3 separate regions of the Mus musculus genome follow, and regions 1 and 3 are each linked to region 2. A link is a contact called in public HiChIP or PLAC-seq and Micro-C data. All regions are on one chromosome and are shown on one strand. The core of a region is the stretch at or near the end of the contact, and the rest is flanking DNA. Distances in the headings are between cores, read along the strand shown.

Region 1 (3,244 bases), core at 204-2,703, 87 kb after region 2:
CCTCTGGGTCTCCAAGGCCAGGAGAGCAGCACTTGACCACACGGGAGCCTGTGTCCTGGCTGGTGGGGTCAGAAGAGGTGACTCTCAGTGAGGGTTAATGTTTATAAATACTGAACGGTACCGGGTATCAGTACTAAGGCATCCTTGCCAGACGGGGTCAGTCCCGCTGGCGTGAGCTCTTGACTGTGTGCCGAGGGGCCCCTTCTGTCATGTGGCTCACAGGAAGGGTGGTTGTTTTTTTGACTGTGTTTATAAAGCCTCTGCTGACTGGGGAAACTGCAGAAGACAGCAGTGGCTTGCAGCGTTACTGACCAGTCAGAAACTGAGTCATGCTGTGCGTCCTCTTTCGTCAGAACACCAAGGTTCACTTCTTTTTCTTCCATCTCAGGCTGAGTGTGAGCAAGCCAGGGCTAGAAGAGCTTGCGCACAGCTCCCTTCGCTCTGGGTCTCACCATGTAGCTCAGGTTGGCCCAAACCAAACCCATCCTGTCTCAGCTTCCTAAGTGCTGACATGGTAGGTGTGTGTCACCACACCCGGCGGTATCATGGATGTTTTATAGGCCCCTGTGTTGCCATGGAATTTTAAAGTTAGAACTCAGAGACTCTGGGACATTGAACAAATAAAACCCTCTGATCTTCTGATCTCCCTTCTGGGGCTGAAGGGAGGAGTGACCTCCTTCCTTTCATCTCATGCTGCCTCTCTGTTGAATCAGCCAGGGGCATCTGGGGATAGAGTTAAAGCTCACAGACTCTGAGTTCCTGTGGTCCTGCCTGGGGTAGCTGTGTGGAGCCAACCCTGTCTGGAGCCCTGCAGAGCGGACCTTCTGGCCCTGTCCCTCCCCCAAGTTGTAGGGACTGCCTTTTGCCGCTTTTGCCTTTAGCTTTCTATGATAGCCCAGGCTGCCCATCTTTAGCTGGTCCTCCTTCCTCAGACTTAAGTGCTGAAGCTGCCGGCGTGTACCACTCACTCCACTTGACTATTTCCTTTAAAGGTACTGCTTCTGCCATCTGGAGGCACCCCCATTTCCTGACTCCTTGTACCCTCCATGCTGGGGAAGGAAGGCAGCTCTCCAGGGGGTCTGTTTCATAAGGGCACGGATCTGTCTCTTAAGGGAGCTGCCTTGTGGCCTGATGGCCTCTCTGAGGCCCAACCCTGGCGCGCCACACTCTAGGGACTAGTCTCCAGTATAGGAACTTCAGACCTACACAGATCCCAGTACTGTGGAGGGTTGCAGTACGGTATAAGAGTGAGGGAGAGGCGTGGCTAAAGCAGAGGACCAGAAGCTGATAGATTATGAGGGGGGCTCCGTGGGGAGGAGGGGGTTTGAAGAGAAGCAGATGCAGAAGTGTGGGAGGGCAGGTCTCTGTGGAGGCTAGAGCCCTGCAGGCGGATGATGCAGATGTTCCATATTTGTAGATCTGCAACTGGGGACGAGGAGGGATGATGTGAATGGGAGAGGAGCTGGAGCCCTCATCTTCCTATCCTCTGGTAACTCAGTTGCAGAATTGCTTCTCTGCAGGTGTGGGAGGCGGTTAATGATTGATAAAGATCAATGTTAGCCCGTCTGCATGACCCGTTTCCATTAAAAAAAAAAAAAGAGTCTTCAATGCCTGGACTAAAGGAGGCTCAGATATGTTGGTTTTTAACCAGATTTTTATCTGGAGGTCTTTGTGTTTAATCTTGGCTTCTTCTAAACTCTCATCAGAGTCTCAAATTCAAAAGCCATGCTATGAAATTTTACTCTCTCCTGCCCCCTGGTGACCGACTTTTGAATACCAACTTTGAATTCACTACTCTTCATGGCTATCTTCTTACATGCAAGGTACCACAGAGATGCCACAGTGCTTGATCACGTATTGGCCACCCAGGCCGTTCCCAGAGGGGAAGCCGTGCATCCAAAGAATGTTGCAATGAATTCTGCCGGTTTCTGGTTGTATGTTTTAGCATCTGCCACTGCTCTGATGCGCAACGCCCCAGCATTCCCAGGGCTAAGCAGAGCGCCGACATTGCCCCTCTCACCCCAGCGTTTGTAGGGTGTCTCCTCTCTGTGGTTCTGGGCTGGGGACGATGGTAGTATCCTGTTCATCATTATAAATCCAAAGGTAAAGGGAGGAGAAATTCCCTGTCTGTGTGGCATCCCTGTCCTGAGAGAATCGAGACATCTGATAAGGGGAAAGTGAGGCTTCCTCGTGAGGGAAAGCGGTGAGGTGGCTGCTGGAGCTCGTTGCCCTTCCTGGAACAATCAGAGAAACACTTGTTTTTCTACAACTAGACTCTTAAAAACAAAGCTTTTAAGATGGTTGATAGCCATCAATTTCAATAGATGGATTTCAGTGTCAATAGATAGATGTCAATTTTCAACAGGTAGGCATCAGTCTTGATACACAAGTGACAGTTTCAATGGATGTTTACTGTAAGTAACTCTTTTGGTTAACTCTCTTCGGGTCAGGGTCCATCATAGAACCACGCACATACCAGAACCGGTGAGTTCCTCTTTTCCTGACAGAATCCTGGTTATATTGCCTGCTTACCACGCCTTTCCTTGTCATTGGTTGGCATGGAATTACAGCCTCATTATCTGAGTGCCACAGTCTTTACCCTACCCCGTGAGGCCGAATCTGTTTGGTAGGACACGGCTGCTGAATGTGGCTGGGGCAGATGGGGGTACTTGACTCTATAATCATGGTGTGGTATTGGCACAGAAGCTGCTGTAAAGACCCTGGTTATAGGTGTTCAAGTTCACATGACCCAACCTTCTCTCCAGCATGTCCCACTCGCTGCCACAGGATGTTTGCACATGCCGTATCAGGCTGGGGTGCCTCTCTCCATGCCTGAAGTACTTTACATTTCAATCGTGTCATGTGAAGATTCATTTTATTTGGTCTGTTGACCAAATATATACATTTAACCCAGGTAAAAAATTTGTTTAACTCAGCAAAAAGTAACAGGGTGAGGATGAGAATCTTATTTTAAGGATGACCAAGGAATGAACACAGATACACAGACACGCACAGACATATATATACACACACACACACACATACACAAATTTATGTATGTTTGTATCATATATAAAAATATACATACATATATAATACCAGAAGATACTACAGAAAAGGGAAGACTATATTAAATACAAACTTGGATATAAACCATGCTAGTTCATTTAGGACAGTAAAACTGACCTTTGAGGCTAGGCCTGAAAAATTATTTTGCTGTGTGTCTATGCTTTGTAAGTTGATA
Region 2 (3,572 bases), core at 340-2,839:
TGGTTGTCATATCTGCGTTCGCAACCCTGTTCACTGTGATGTGCAGAAAGAAGCAACAAGGTATCTGTCTATGCTGTGCCCACTGTTCTCCATCCTCTAGTTTGCAGCAGGCCAAGGGTGGGTACCGACAAAGACAGGGCCTGGGGAGTCCTGCTTTCCTCAGGAGGGGCCTGGGACCCCCTCACACCTCCTTGCTAGTTCCTTGCCTACTGAAGTTCCCAGAATTTAAATGTTTGGCTGTTAATCTCTAGGACCTGGCAATGTCCAGGTATAATCCAGTTTTCAAACTCAGGGAGTCTGAAAAATGAGAACAGTCGTTTGGCGAGTGGCCATCATTGAGAAGTTCTGTCTTTCACCTAGAAAACTGTAGATCTGGATGGAGTTACCCAGATGACTCCAAGGATAAAAGTAATGAAGATGTTAACTTAAGATTTGTGTGCTTTCGGCTGAGCTTGCTATCCCAGTTGGTGGGAGGCTGAGGCAGGAGGATCCAATTCAGGAACTGGAGGCTAGTCTGAGTAATACAGTGAGACCCTTTGTCCAGAAATAATAAATAGATAGATAGATAAATAGGTGAAAAGCCATTTTTGTTGTTGGTTTGGTTTTCTTTACCTTTGTAAATTATACTTTAAAAAGTTTTTCTCCCTCCCTCAGCTTATCTGGCTGCCAGAGCCAGCTCTGGGCCCTTCACTTCACTGGCGGCCATAGGGGCGGATGCTGCGTTTGTTTCTTGGCATGTCCAGGGGCAGTTTCAGGTTAATACAGTGTTTTCACTTTCTGGTACAGTACTACAGAAACCGTGCATGCAGCTTGAGGCTGGAGTCACAGACCCGAGACTCCCAGGTGGAGATGTCAGCTGCTCCTTTTGGTAAATTTACTTTTGAGACTTGGATCTCACGTAGCTCAGGCTGGCCTCCATCTTGCCAAGTAGTTGCTGATGACCGTGACCTTCTGACCTTTCTGTGTCCCCTGTCCCAAGTGCTAGGATTTCAGCCGTGAGACACTGAGCCCTGGGTCATACGGAAAAGACAAAGCTTTGTTTATAGGTGTCAACCTTATGTTCTTTCCCAATTTAGAAAATATATATTCACATTTAGATGAAGAAAGCCCGGAGTCGTCCACATACGCTGCGGCTCTCCCCAGAGACAGGCTCCGGCCTCAGCCCAAGGTCTTCCTCTGCTACTCCAATAAAGATGGCCAGAATCACATGAACGTGGTCCAGTGTTTCGCCTATTTCCTGCAAGATTTCTGTGGCTGTGAGGTACGGAATCTGTTTGTTCTCTTACCCTGGGCAGGATGTGTACGCCGTCTTTCTCTTCCGTGTCATCTCTCCATTGCTGTCCTGGGAACCTACTTACCTAGAATCTTACTTTCCAAACCAGAGTCTGTCTTGAATTTGTCTTGTCTCTTACCAGCAGCAAAGGCTTCGCATGACACACTTATACTTGAAAGCTTTGAGCGCCTCCCACGCGATAGGATGTTCTGTGAGTGCCCTGTCATGGAACACGTGACCAGAGTGTGAGACTGTCTCAGTGGGACGTCAGGGAGAGGACACAATGAAGACAGCTTTTAGGAGTCTAGGCAGTTCCCTGAGGGAGGTTGGCTGGGATTGGGAATAGAGGCTAGGACTGCCCCTGGAAGAGATCTTGGGCACTGGGAGGAGTGTGTAACAGAGGTCTGAGGTCGATTGGTAGGAAGTCATAGAAACCAGTGAGAAGGCCTTAGCTAGAGAGAACCAGGAAGTAGGAGAGAGCGCCAGAGTTTACAGAATGTTTGGATGTCTACGCTGCTTTCTCAGCTTCCCCCTTTCCTCCTCTTCCTCCTCCTTCCTCTCTTCCTACTCTTCTTCTTCCTCCTCCTCCTTCTTTTTTTCCTTACTCTGTAGCTCTGGATATCCTAGAATTCAATTTGTAGACCAGGCTGGCCTCATAGAGATCCACTGCCTCTGCCTCCTAAGTGCTGGGATTAAAGGAGTGGGCCCCTGTGCCCAGCTTTCTTAGGTCTTCTTGAGTTAGCTATTATGTAGCTTTTCCATAAACAATGACACTTAGTCTTTACAGCGGGCTCTTAAGCTGTTGTGAAGGCATGCCCTGTTTGCCACAATTGCAAGTTATCATGTGATGTTTTTTAGTCCATTTGGCCCATTCCTTGGGTGAGACTGCCCTCTGGTGTTAATAAGCTGTATTTAAAGGCTGGTGGGATTGCCTCCTGCTGGGAAAGCGTTGAGTTCAGCAGCTGAATGGCTGCTGCAAACCCCTGCAGACTGCAGCTGTCCGGACAGCACAGGCAGAGGTGGTAGATCCCTGCCCTGTTCTTTTAGACTGCACATAGTTTTTGCTTTAAATAGCTACATCATCTATAATAGTGACTTGCTGTAGCTGCGTTAGCCCAGCTTGTAAAGCGTCTCTGTTTATCATTTCTGATGATTTCTCAAGGATAAACGCCTCACAATGGAATTGCTCAGTCAAAGATTGGAATATTCTTTTTTTTTTAAAGATTCATTTATTTATTATATGTAAGTACACTGTAGCTGTCTTCAGACAATCCAGAAGAGGGAGTCAGATTTTGTTACAGATGGTTGTGAGCTACCATGTGGTTGCTGGGATTTGAACTCTGAACCTTCGGAAGAGCAGTCGGGTGCTCTTACCCACTGAGCCATCTCACCAGCCCAGATTGGAATATTCTTAAAAGTGCTTATGTTTTATTTATTAAGATGAAATCAGCTAGTACAGGGGATTTTTTTGTTTGTTTGTTTTGTTTTGTTTTTACAGATTTGTAAAACATTCCACATATGATTTAACAAACTACACAGGTCAAAAGATTAGTAGACACACTATTTTTGTGTGGTATAGAATCCTAGGGGCCACATATTTTAAGCTACCAGTTAGCTTGAATGTACATAATGAATGGATAGTGTGGAGTTTTTACCTACACTGCTCTGTGCCCCCCGGTGGGTCGCATGCTTCCAGGAACTCTTTGATCCAAGAATGAAAGATACACACACACACACACACACACACATACACACACACACACTAGTTAACTTTGCTAGCTCAAAGGCTAGGCAGTTCTAGTCCTCTGCCTGATTATCATAGATTTCCCTCCAGTACTCCTGAGTCAATGTCCTTTAAATCTATGATCTATTTTTGCTGCCCTTTTCTTTCTGGGTGGCCCCCTAGTATTTGCTGCCCAGGGTGCTTCTGGGCAGCCCTTCTGTGGGCCGCATTCCTTCTCACCTACATTCCAGATGATTTTCCTTCTGCAGCTCTAAGTCTGATCCATCTCCCTCTGAATCCTGGCGATTCTCCTCTTTCTCCCTCGCCCTCACCCTAGCCCACACAAATCTGAGGGTCCCACTCCATTTCCCTTTACCCAGCCATTGGCCGCTGGCATCTTTATTGATCTATTAAAAAACAATTGGAGACAAGGACCTTTAGCATTTGGACACATAGATTTCCCATTAAATCAAAGCATTAGAACCAATCCCCAACAATAATGTTAGGATGCATTAAAGTATGAGATGAGTCAGTCAGTATTCCTTTTTTTTTTTTAAAGAAAATATTTATTTATTT
Region 3 (3,238 bases), core at 102-2,601, 96 kb before region 2:
ATGAATAAATAAATCTATTTCTTAAATTGTTTAACAAAAAGGTAAAAAGATTGTACGTGTAAAAATTCCCACAAATGTCAGTGGTTTTAACTGGTTGGTTGTTTTTCCTGCTTAGAAAATATCAGGCCAAGGCTGGGCATGGTGGGCATGGTGGGTCACACCTTTAATCTCAGTACTAGGGAGGCAGAGGCATGTCAGGTCAGCCTGGTCTACAAAGGGAGTTCCTGGACAGCCAGGGCTGTTAAACAGAGAAACCTTGTCTCAAAAACAAACAAACAAACAAACAAACAAACAAAAACATGCAAACAAGCAAAAACAAGAATATGAGAGTGCAAGTGGGGGGGTGGGCGGGGGAAGAGAGAGAGAGAGAGAGAGAGAGAGAGAGAGAGAGAGAGTTCAGACCAGTTGGCATTTGACAAAGCTTTGCTGGATTCAGCTGACTTAACTACTTAACTATCTGTAAAATGGTTAGAGTCTGATTGACATGTCCATTCTAGGGCTTAGGCTGAAGGCTGAAGGCTGAAGGCTGAAGGCTGAAGGGTAGGAGCTACCACAGGGGTGATGTCACGGCGTTATCAGAAAGCAATGGGAGGCAGAGACAGGTGGATTTCTGAGTTCGAGGCCAGCCTGGTCTACAGAGTGAGTTCCAGGATAGCCAGGGCTACACAGAGAAACCCTGTCTCGAAAAACAAGACAAAACAAAAAAAGAAAGCAATGCAAACCAATCATACTAGTGCATTTTGAGCTTTTGCTCACATTCTTTCCTCTGACCAAAGCAAGTCACACAGACAAGCCCTAATTCAGCAAGCAGAGAGAGACAGATCTGTCAGTTCAAGGCCAGCCTGGTCTATAGAGTTAGTTCCATAACTGCATAATGAGACTTTGTCTCAAACTACGCTCTTTGAAATAACTGTTATAGAAATAAATTATTCTTTGTAGCATTTGAACCTCATGTAAACGTGTATCTCTCTCATTTAAAAGAAAGAATGAAAGAAAGGAATTAGCCCATTAATTACTTCAAATACGTGGTGCAACTGTTCCTATGAATTAAGCCAAGGCACTTGGAAGGCGATTGCACTCTGTGTTAATAACACTGGCAGGCTTTTCCAGTGTGCTGCACTCCAAAGAGTACTGCGTTTTCATTGACAACGTTCACCATTACATATGCATATGGAAAACAGGTATTTTCATCAGAATTACTGTAATAGCATTAAGAGATTATTATTTTTCCCAGTTTCCTTGGAAGAACATTCACTAAATCTGATTATTTATTACTTGACTGCTCTTCTATCCACCCTGTACATTTAGGTATCTAGAATCCTTAAAAATACAAACTTCAGAAGAAAACCACGATTTTATACATTAATGATCTCAAATAAAAGAGGAGTGCTATGTTCGTGCACCACTTCTTCTGAGAAAGTTAAGTCTGCGTTCTGCTTAGGAGAGATAACACTTTTTGTCCCTGTAGGTGGCCCCCTGGTGTAGCCATTAGTTGCTAATTACTTGCAAACAAATAAACAATTAACTCCTTAAGCCGCTGGCTGGGCAAGTGTTCATTGACTTGCTAAAACTTTCTAAAACAGGATTTTAATTAGTGACTTTGGAAACCCAGCCCCCTAGTCAGCAAAGCTACAAGGTGAACTGCTGGAAGATCCCAGCTCTGCACACGTGGGGCAGGAGCCCTCCGGCGCTGTACGACCCAGAAGAGAATGTCTCCCAGCCTTCGGGAAGGTGCTCAGCTCCGGGAAAGCAAGCCCGCGCCCTGCTCCTTCTCAATTGAGAGCATTTTAGGACTGGACCAGAAAAAAGATTGTACAACGTCAGTAAGACCCCACAGACCCTGGACAGACACCTGCGGTGACTCAGGTATGCTGCAACTCAACTTCTAAATTCATCTGCGTTTTTAGTTTGTCCTTTATTTCATGCAGTATAGGATTAGAAACCACGTTCTCATTCTGTTCTGTATCTATAAAAGGTCTCCAACAGGGTCGGAAGGGAATAGAGTGCCTGCCCTAGGTGGTTCACTCCCAGTGAGAAATAGTATTTGTTTCAGAAGACCCTCTGTGTACATGTGTCACGTCAGGCATTCTAAATCTCTCCTCACTGAAAAATGAATGGTAGAGTTCAAAATGTATGTTCTCTATCACCAAGGCTTCTCTCTCTCTCTCTCTCTCTCTCTCCCTCTCTCTCCCTTCCCCCATCCTCTTTTTTTTTGGGGGGGGGGGAATGGGGGAGACAATTCTTTTGTGAAACCTTGAAGAATTCCCTAGGAAAATTCAAAGCAAGTTACTGAAATGACTTTTTTCCAGAACTTTGTGGAACATAGGCAATATAAGATGGACCTTCTTCTTCTGATTTTAGAGAAAGGTGGCAACCCACCCCTACATGCCCCAGATCTTCCCAGTGAGACTTCATTTCCTTGTCCAGTGGATCATCCAAGGCCAGAAGAAAGGGCTCCGAAATATGAAAATTATTTTTCAGCCTCCGAAACACGCTCTTTGAAAAGAGAATTGAGTTGGTACCGAGGACGAAGGCCAAGAACCGCTTTCACCCAGAACCAGGTGAGAAGATTTTTCAGCCAATAGTGACAACACAAAGGTTGTGACAGAAGCCAGACACTCTGGGGTCCCAGTGTAGAAGTGGCATTAGTGAAAGGGTGGACTCATAGTTTAACAGTCTCTGGGCAACCAATTGTTTTAAAATGCTTTTGGATTAAAGGCCCAAATTTAAGTGCATTTTTCATTTGAAAGCCCAATTTTGGTGACATATAAAATACTGCCACTTTAAAGAATTCCTTCATTATTCTAGGTCGAAGTATTGGAAAATGTCTTTAGAGTGAACTGCTACCCTGGCATTGACATCAGAGAGGACCTAGCTCAAAAGCTGAACTTAGAGGAAGACAGAATCCAGGTAGGGTGCAAACACAGTTGTTACCCGTGATGATAAATAATGTGGTAATATGTCTGAGAACTGTTTTATTTTCCCTTGATTCTAGATTTGGTTCCAAAATCGCCGAGCAAAGATGAAAAGGTCCCGTAGAGAATCACAGTTTCTAATGGCGAAAAAACCCTTCAACCCAGATCTTCTGAAATAGGTAGAAAATTACACATGTTGGCTTCTCTTCCAGTTGTATAGTACAGAAGAAATCAATGGAAATTCCAAGTACTTAAAATGTTACAGTTCTCTCCTGTATCTAATCTAGATTTTGTCATTCTTTCTGAAAATACTGCAAATAATT

What was found. A called contact is a pair of places that touch in the nucleus more often than the background predicts. HiChIP or PLAC-seq counts read pairs in DNA pulled down with a chosen protein or histone mark.
Region 1: a contact with region 2 is called in a Micro-C map of the HL-1 cell line, with 7 times the contacts expected there. The contact joins two enhancer-like sites. A contact is called at or near these places in 6 of 39 promoter capture datasets (the 3T3-L1 cell line, the C10 cell line, hippocampal neurons and 1 more), 3 of 15 datasets of contacts at CTCF or cohesin (embryonic stem cells, hippocampal excitatory neurons and stem cell-derived epiblast-like cells), 85 of 484 Hi-C or Micro-C datasets (the 3T3-L1 cell line, the AML12 cell line, B cells and 45 more), 10 of 115 datasets of contacts at active chromatin or transcription factors (bone marrow-derived dendritic cells, embryonic stem cells, epiblast stem cells and 2 more) and 2 of 9 other capture datasets (adipose tissue and embryonic stem cells).
Region 3: a contact with region 2 is called in an H3K27ac HiChIP or PLAC-seq map of embryonic stem cells, with 6 read pairs. The contact joins the promoter of Hesx1 here to the enhancer-like site in region 2. A contact is called at or near these places in 2 of 39 promoter capture datasets (the 3T3-L1 cell line and hippocampal neurons), 2 of 15 datasets of contacts at CTCF or cohesin (the NIH/3T3 cell line and large pre-B cells), 48 of 484 Hi-C or Micro-C datasets (8-cell embryo, the AML12 cell line, B cells and 35 more), 7 of 115 datasets of contacts at active chromatin or transcription factors (embryonic stem cells and stem cell-derived neural progenitor cells) and 4 of 9 other capture datasets (adipose tissue, embryonic stem cells, liver and 1 more).

The regions. Positions count from the first base shown.
Region 1 is chr14:27,182,033-27,185,276 of GRCm38.p6, forward strand. It overlaps a transcript of Arhgef3 not described here. Among named protein-coding and RNA genes, the nearest start is that of Gm34848, 82 kb to the right of the region's middle. Within about 2 kb of position 1,454, at least 12 of the 459 cell types and tissues checked have an H3K27ac peak or open chromatin away from gene starts, as enhancers often do. A contact at or near this core is called in the HL-1 cell line, where this site is marked.
Region 2 is chr14:27,094,827-27,098,398 of GRCm38.p6, forward strand. Il17rd (interleukin 17 receptor D) reads left to right here. Exons shown (of 13, transcript NM_134437.3): 10 at 1-60; 11 at 1,077-1,261. Among named protein-coding and RNA genes, the nearest start is that of Il17rd, 58 kb to the left of the region's middle. Within about 2 kb of position 1,590, at least 62 of the 459 cell types and tissues checked have an H3K27ac peak or open chromatin away from gene starts, as enhancers often do. A contact at or near this core is called in the HL-1 cell line, the HPC-7 cell line, the STO cell line and 7 more, where this site is marked.
Region 3 is chr14:26,999,011-27,002,248 of GRCm38.p6, forward strand. It overlaps Hesx1 (homeobox gene expressed in ES cells), which reads left to right and starts at 1,352. Exons shown (of 4, transcript NM_010420.2): 1 at 1,352-1,866; 2 at 2,362-2,561; 3 at 2,809-2,910; 4 at 2,996-3,238. The coding sequence starts at 1,710. The coding sequence ends at 3,094.